2 separate regions of the Zea mays genome follow, and region 1 is linked to region 2. The links are chromatin contacts, called in public Hi-C maps. All regions are on one chromosome and are shown on one strand. The core of a region is the stretch at or near the end of the contact, and the rest is flanking DNA. Distances in the headings are between cores, read along the strand shown.

Evidence for each region. A called contact is a pair of places that touch in the nucleus more often than the background predicts.
Region 1: a contact with region 2 is called in a Hi-C map of ear, with 3 times the contacts expected there. The contact joins the enhancer-like site here to the promoter of LOC109943429 in region 2. A contact is called at or near these places in 6 of 25 Hi-C or Micro-C datasets (ear, leaf and tassel).

Annotation. Positions count from the first base shown.
Region 1 is chr1:73,989,498-73,992,382 of Zm-B73-REFERENCE-NAM-5.0, reverse strand. No RefSeq gene overlaps it. Among protein-coding and RNA genes, the nearest start is that of LOC103636404, 34 kb to the left of the region's middle. Within about 2 kb of position 1,347, at least 18 of the 20 cell types and tissues checked have an H3K27ac peak or open chromatin away from gene starts, as enhancers often do. A contact at or near this core is called in ear, leaf and tassel, where this site is marked.
Region 2 is chr1:73,778,637-73,781,336 of Zm-B73-REFERENCE-NAM-5.0, reverse strand. LOC109943429 (zinc finger BED domain-containing protein DAYSLEEPER-like) reads left to right here and starts at 1,406. Exons shown (of 2, transcript XM_023301290.1): 1 at 1,406-2,700.

The DNA.
Region 1 (2,885 bases), core at 98-2,597, 210 kb before region 2:
CTAAACCTTGAGCAAGTGATATAAGAGGTGGCCTAACTAACCTAGTACTTCATAGAGCAGCCGCTAATCATTAAGTGATTCTTTTCGCACTTGGATGCCTAGAGCTAATATGAATGAGTCTCAACTCACTAGATGTCGGTGTTAAGAGCCAGCTCCGACAAGTAAATTTGTGTGCGCACGTTCTGTGGTCTGGATGGTGTGCTTGGTGGGCGCAAGATTTATACTAGTTCTGGTAGAATGTCCCTACATCCAGTCTTCGACAGCTCACGCTATGAACACCTTGTTGCTTTAGGGGTTACAAGCGGGTGAGAGATGGAGGATCTTCCAAGTCTCTTATGTGTGGCTAGACCTAAAGACTACGAGACTAGAGTTCTATGCTAAGCCTTGGACATCGCGGTGGCTCGCACCTTGGTTCCTACGTCCGGGTCTTCTAGTCTCGTCGTCCGTGTGCAAGTATGTGTGTTCCTTTGTAGGTCCTGGCTGACCTCCTCCATGGATTGATGCTTTTATAACAATTAGCGTGTCATCTGCATAACGGATGACATGCCCGGTTTGTCTAGCGATCAAGGGTTGGAGGACTGCACCATTATGTCCGAGGATTGCTTGAAGGGTGTCAGCGACAAGGAGGAAGAGGTAGGAAGAGATAGGGTCTCCCTACCTCAATACCTTTTTGCATGAGAACCAGGGCTCGAGACATCCATGAATCAAGATGACAGGTTTTGATGTGGCGAGCAGACAGTGGATCCAGGCACACCAACGATTACAGGATGACCCCGGTACATGCCATGCGTCTCTCTCATGTCTGTTCCACCAGGTAAGAAAACTGATTTAGGGTGCGTTCGCATCTGCCGGATTGGCATGTTTCCAGCCTCCTTCTAGGTTGAACAAATTCATCTGATTTTGACCCGGATCTAGTTGTTCGTTTTGATCCAGATTAAGAACAAATCCATCTGATTTTGACTCCCCATTCTCACTTCTCCACCTAGAACAAATCCAAATGTCCTCTCAGGTAGATCGATTCCTGACCAAGAATGAGTGTTCCACTCGATCCTAGGCTTTCTGGCCTGGCTTTGATCTAGGTTTGCCGAACGGACGCTTAAAGAGTCGGACTGAACCTGCGAGTAGATCAGACGAAAGGATTTCAGCACCAATACGATTAGACGTCATGTAACTAGTGTTCATCAGGCTTTACTCGTGCATTGTGTTTTTTTTTCAGCAGATGATTGAGTAGCGCTACCGTTGGAGCTGTGCCAGAAATGTGAATTCAATCAGCAACACGCGGATCAAATCAGGAACCAGACTTGGGCCGGAATACAGGCTCATTAAGAAGACGGCCCAGTGCCACGGTACACAACCCACCGCAAGCCGGCGGTCCTGGATTTTCACGTGCTGGCGCGCCCCTGTGCCGGCCTGGCTGCCCGCGCCCGCCGCTCGCCCCGCGTGACGTGAGTGACCGGAGTTGGCCATGGCCGGGCACGCCGCGGAGGCCGACGTGGATGGACTGGGTGCGACCGAGGGGACGACATCGACGGATGAGATTGAGACGCAGCGACGTCGGCCACGAGGGCGCGCGTCCTGAGCAACCCCTGCTCGTGTGGTGGCCAGAGGAGTGCGACGTGCCGCCCACAGCGTGTTCGACAGATTGCTTTCATGAATTACGGTACCAGATTTATATAATAAAAACAATGTGAGTCAAAGCAAATCAAATTTAACAAAATTATATAATTGAATAATGATATCTAAGATACCAAATAAGTAGCATTAGATTCTTCGTTAATTATCGTTTATAATATGTCTATTTTGATGTTATAGGGTATTGAAATTCTCTCTATAGTTTTGTCCAAACTTAAGATGTTTTGACTCTCTTAGAAAGCTGCAATGACTTATAATTTAGAATGTGGGGAGTAAAAGTTTGTATCGAATTCCTGTTATTGGTAGAGCTCACTGTTCCCATATGAAGTTATGTTTCTTGCGCTAGGTGAACGCTCAGAAAACTGCGCCACAATGCTAAGGCAGGACCATTTTTCTGGTAACCTTGTGTTCTTTTCTTACTTTGAATTTTTGTAGCGTGGACTGAGTTGAAAACAACTGATGATAAGTATGTGACTCATTGACTCAACATTGTTCATCCTTGCTCACATTACTCGTTTTGAAGCTGAAAGCCAAAACTTCAGTTTGGGTTGGGGGACGGGGGTGCAAATATCAAAAATATTTTTTTTGGGGGGGGGGGGGGGGGGGGGCACTTTACTCTTATATTACACGGCAATTTGCTAGATCAGTAAGGGATATAATGGAAAAATAACAAATGTGATTTTCAGAAAACTCTACCTGAACAGATTATGAAAAACAAAATATTTTACTCTCCTATCACTTCTTATCTCGAGAAATGCATATGCAGAATGCAGTCTCCATCTAGGAGTAGTGGGTGCGTGATTAGCTCGCACATTTAGCCAGCCGTTTCGCGTGGACGTGGGGATGGATGCGTCATGAACACACACACGTCGAGCGAGCAGTACCTGTAATTGTTTTTCGTGTTCTCGTTCTTCAGAATAGTAGAGAGAAGAAAACGCTGCAGTTGAGCGCGCAGCACCAAAAAGATTAATCCGTGTTCTAGAGTGTTTTTGCGAGTCTACATGCGCAAAAATTCACGAGTTTAGAACCTCGCCGCCGGGCGCCGGCGTACATCGTCGGGCCGAGAGGCTAGCGGTCAGTATTTTCAAAACTCAAAAAATTCTCCATTTTTTTTACACTAGTATTTTTTGGTGAACTTCTGCAGTTAGCAGCATCAACAAACAACGAAATGGAGTCTCATGTTCGCAATTATCTTGATCCGCAGCCATAGCTTATATGCTAACAACTGCATAATGTGACGCTGCATGTAGGTT
Region 2 (2,700 bases), core at 157-2,656:
CACAACCCTGAACCTCGCCGTAAGCCCACTTTATGGGACCCACCAGGTACAACAATGTTGTCACCGGGCAAGCAATAGTGATGGAGAGCGAACGGGGCAGAACGTCGTATCGGGAGCATGGTAGCGCACACCTCGCAGACGACACCAAGAGGGCTAGAGCGACCCAGGGGCAACAAGCCGAGGACTCCCTAGTTGAATATAAGTCCCAACTGTAAAGTCCACCCTTGAGATAGAAAAGGGTGGAACAATCTCCCTTCTACACATAAGCACATTGGTTGTTACATGCTCCTGGGCAATACAACTATTAGCACTATAGTGGACTAGGGCCTCGGCCTTAACCAGTAAAACCTTGTGTCTTAGTTCCTAGCTCGGATCCTCGTGATCCACCATTTAGAGTAAGTTCGCACTTGCATCCCCCACCGAACACAAATCTAATGTCACCGGTTTCTGAAACCACGACAGTTGACATGCCAGATAGGGGCTGCAAGCGTGCCAAAGCGACTTTTTTCACTCTGATGGCCAGCTATTTAGCGTTTGCCGGGGGCAAGACTTTCGCTCCCGGGAACCAGATCAACTTCGGCTCCCTCGACTTTCTCGCCCAAGAGACCAGTGAACTCCGCCTCGTTAGCCACAATGTGGCCAATGCCATATGCCCGGGGCCTAATCATTCCACCCGGACCAAGGCATAAAAATGACGCATCAAAAGGTGCGCCGCCGCCCTCAAGCAGCGGCGCCTCAACGCATTGCCGCTGCCGCTAAGCGGCAGACGGAAGCAATCCCACCATCAGCCATTATGCCCATCGTCAGTCGCCAACCTGCATCCATCCTCGACCTCCTCAAGGGCGACTAAAGCAGTGCCTCGACGGACCCTAGCTTGGACTCCGACGAGGCACAAAAAAGAGCCTGCTTCGTGGCCATGCCACCATGAGGCTACAATGGAGGGAGAGACTTGGAATCCCCCAACCAAGAAGAAGAATACCAGCGCCAGTGTCAAGCACACATCCTCGCCTGCAAGGCTGTCCTCTGACAGCAGGAGGAGGAGCTTGACGCACTTGTCGAGAGGTGAACGGGTCGTGCCTTCTCATAGTGTTGTGGCCTGTCTCCAAACAGCATCCTCACCCACGCTAGGCCGAGTTGCTGTACACCCGACCGGGCCACCGTGGAGCTAGGCCTGGGCATAAAACCCGATACCCGAATCCCGAACCCGAAAAACCCGAACCCGATAAGCCCGAACCCTAAAAACCCGAAATCTAATTTGGGTATAACCTCCCGGTACCCAAAATTTTATAGCAAATTTCGGGTTCAATTAACCGGTACCCGAATAGTTAACCGGTACCCGAATAAAACACTAGGCCTACCGACGCGTACATGCCCATTAGGTCTGGTGGGCTGCGGCTGCTCCATCTCCAATTCTCCATCCAACATGGCAACATCCCAGGCTGGTAGCACCATAGCAGCAGGCCAGCAGCCGCGTGTCCACATCCTAGGCTCCCAGCAGCCGCTGCCGTAACCTAGCAGCCGCCGTCGTCCACATCCCAGCAGCCGCTGCCGCCTGCCGTCTAACCTAGCAGCCGAGCGCCCGAGCGTGCCGAGTTGCCATCGACCGTCGCCCGTCGAACCGCACCGAGCGCCTAGCAGGCTAGCAGCAGGCAGTAGCCGCCAGCCCGCCATCCATCACCAGTTCCCCACTGCTCCGCGTTGTCCTGCCAGGCTGCCACTGTCGAGTGCCGACCACATCCCAGCCGTGGAGGCGCCCAGGCCGTGAGCCGCGGAGCACGGTGCACGACTGCACGCCCGGCCGCCCGCGACCTGTGCTCGCCTGCACCACCAATTATTTGAAGCCAACATTGAAGAACGGCACCAACATCAGAGGAATCTTGCAACATATGTGCTAAGTGCTCAGTGCTTATTTTTTGTTCTAGCAGATTTGATTAGTAGAAACAAGTCTTGGTCACGCAACAAGCATATGTGCAGTAACACAACAAACATAGAACTAGCGCAATTAGCACTACCTTTGCTTGTCATTTAGTATCTAATTTTCCTACTGAGTATGACAACAGATAAAAAACAGCTCGGGCACAATGAATATGTGCAGTATCCAACAATGAAGATTATTATTTCTTTAATAATAATTTTCCTACCTTTGTTCTAGCAGATTTCTTACTATGTGTTTCCTTTTTAATACTCCCTTCGTCCCAGTATATAAGGCGTAACCACCTCTGGTTCAAAGACCAAGAAATGCATTTAATTGTCTCTATATCACTGCATCGATATACGTATGCATAGAGAGAGCACGCCTTATATTGTGGGACAAGAATAAAAAGTGGTTACGCCTTATATCCTGAGACGGAGGGAGTAGATGCCTGAACCTGAAGACATATTGGACAAGGGCATGGAATCAGTGGGCACTGGCACTCTAGAAAATGATGAGACACAAACACAACCATCACAATCACAAGGGGCTACTGATCAAGAGGTGGTTGACCTTGACAAGAATTGTGCACAACATGAAAGGAAGAAGATGGCACCAAGATCAGATGTGTGGAACCATTTCACCAAGATCAAAGATGATAAAGGCATTATGATAGCTGCAAAATGCAAGTATTGCCATCGCAACATGAAATCGGACTCCAAGGGACATAGTACATCTGCCTTGAAGAGACACCTTCAAAGTTGCAAGCACAATCCTAACAAGTTTGA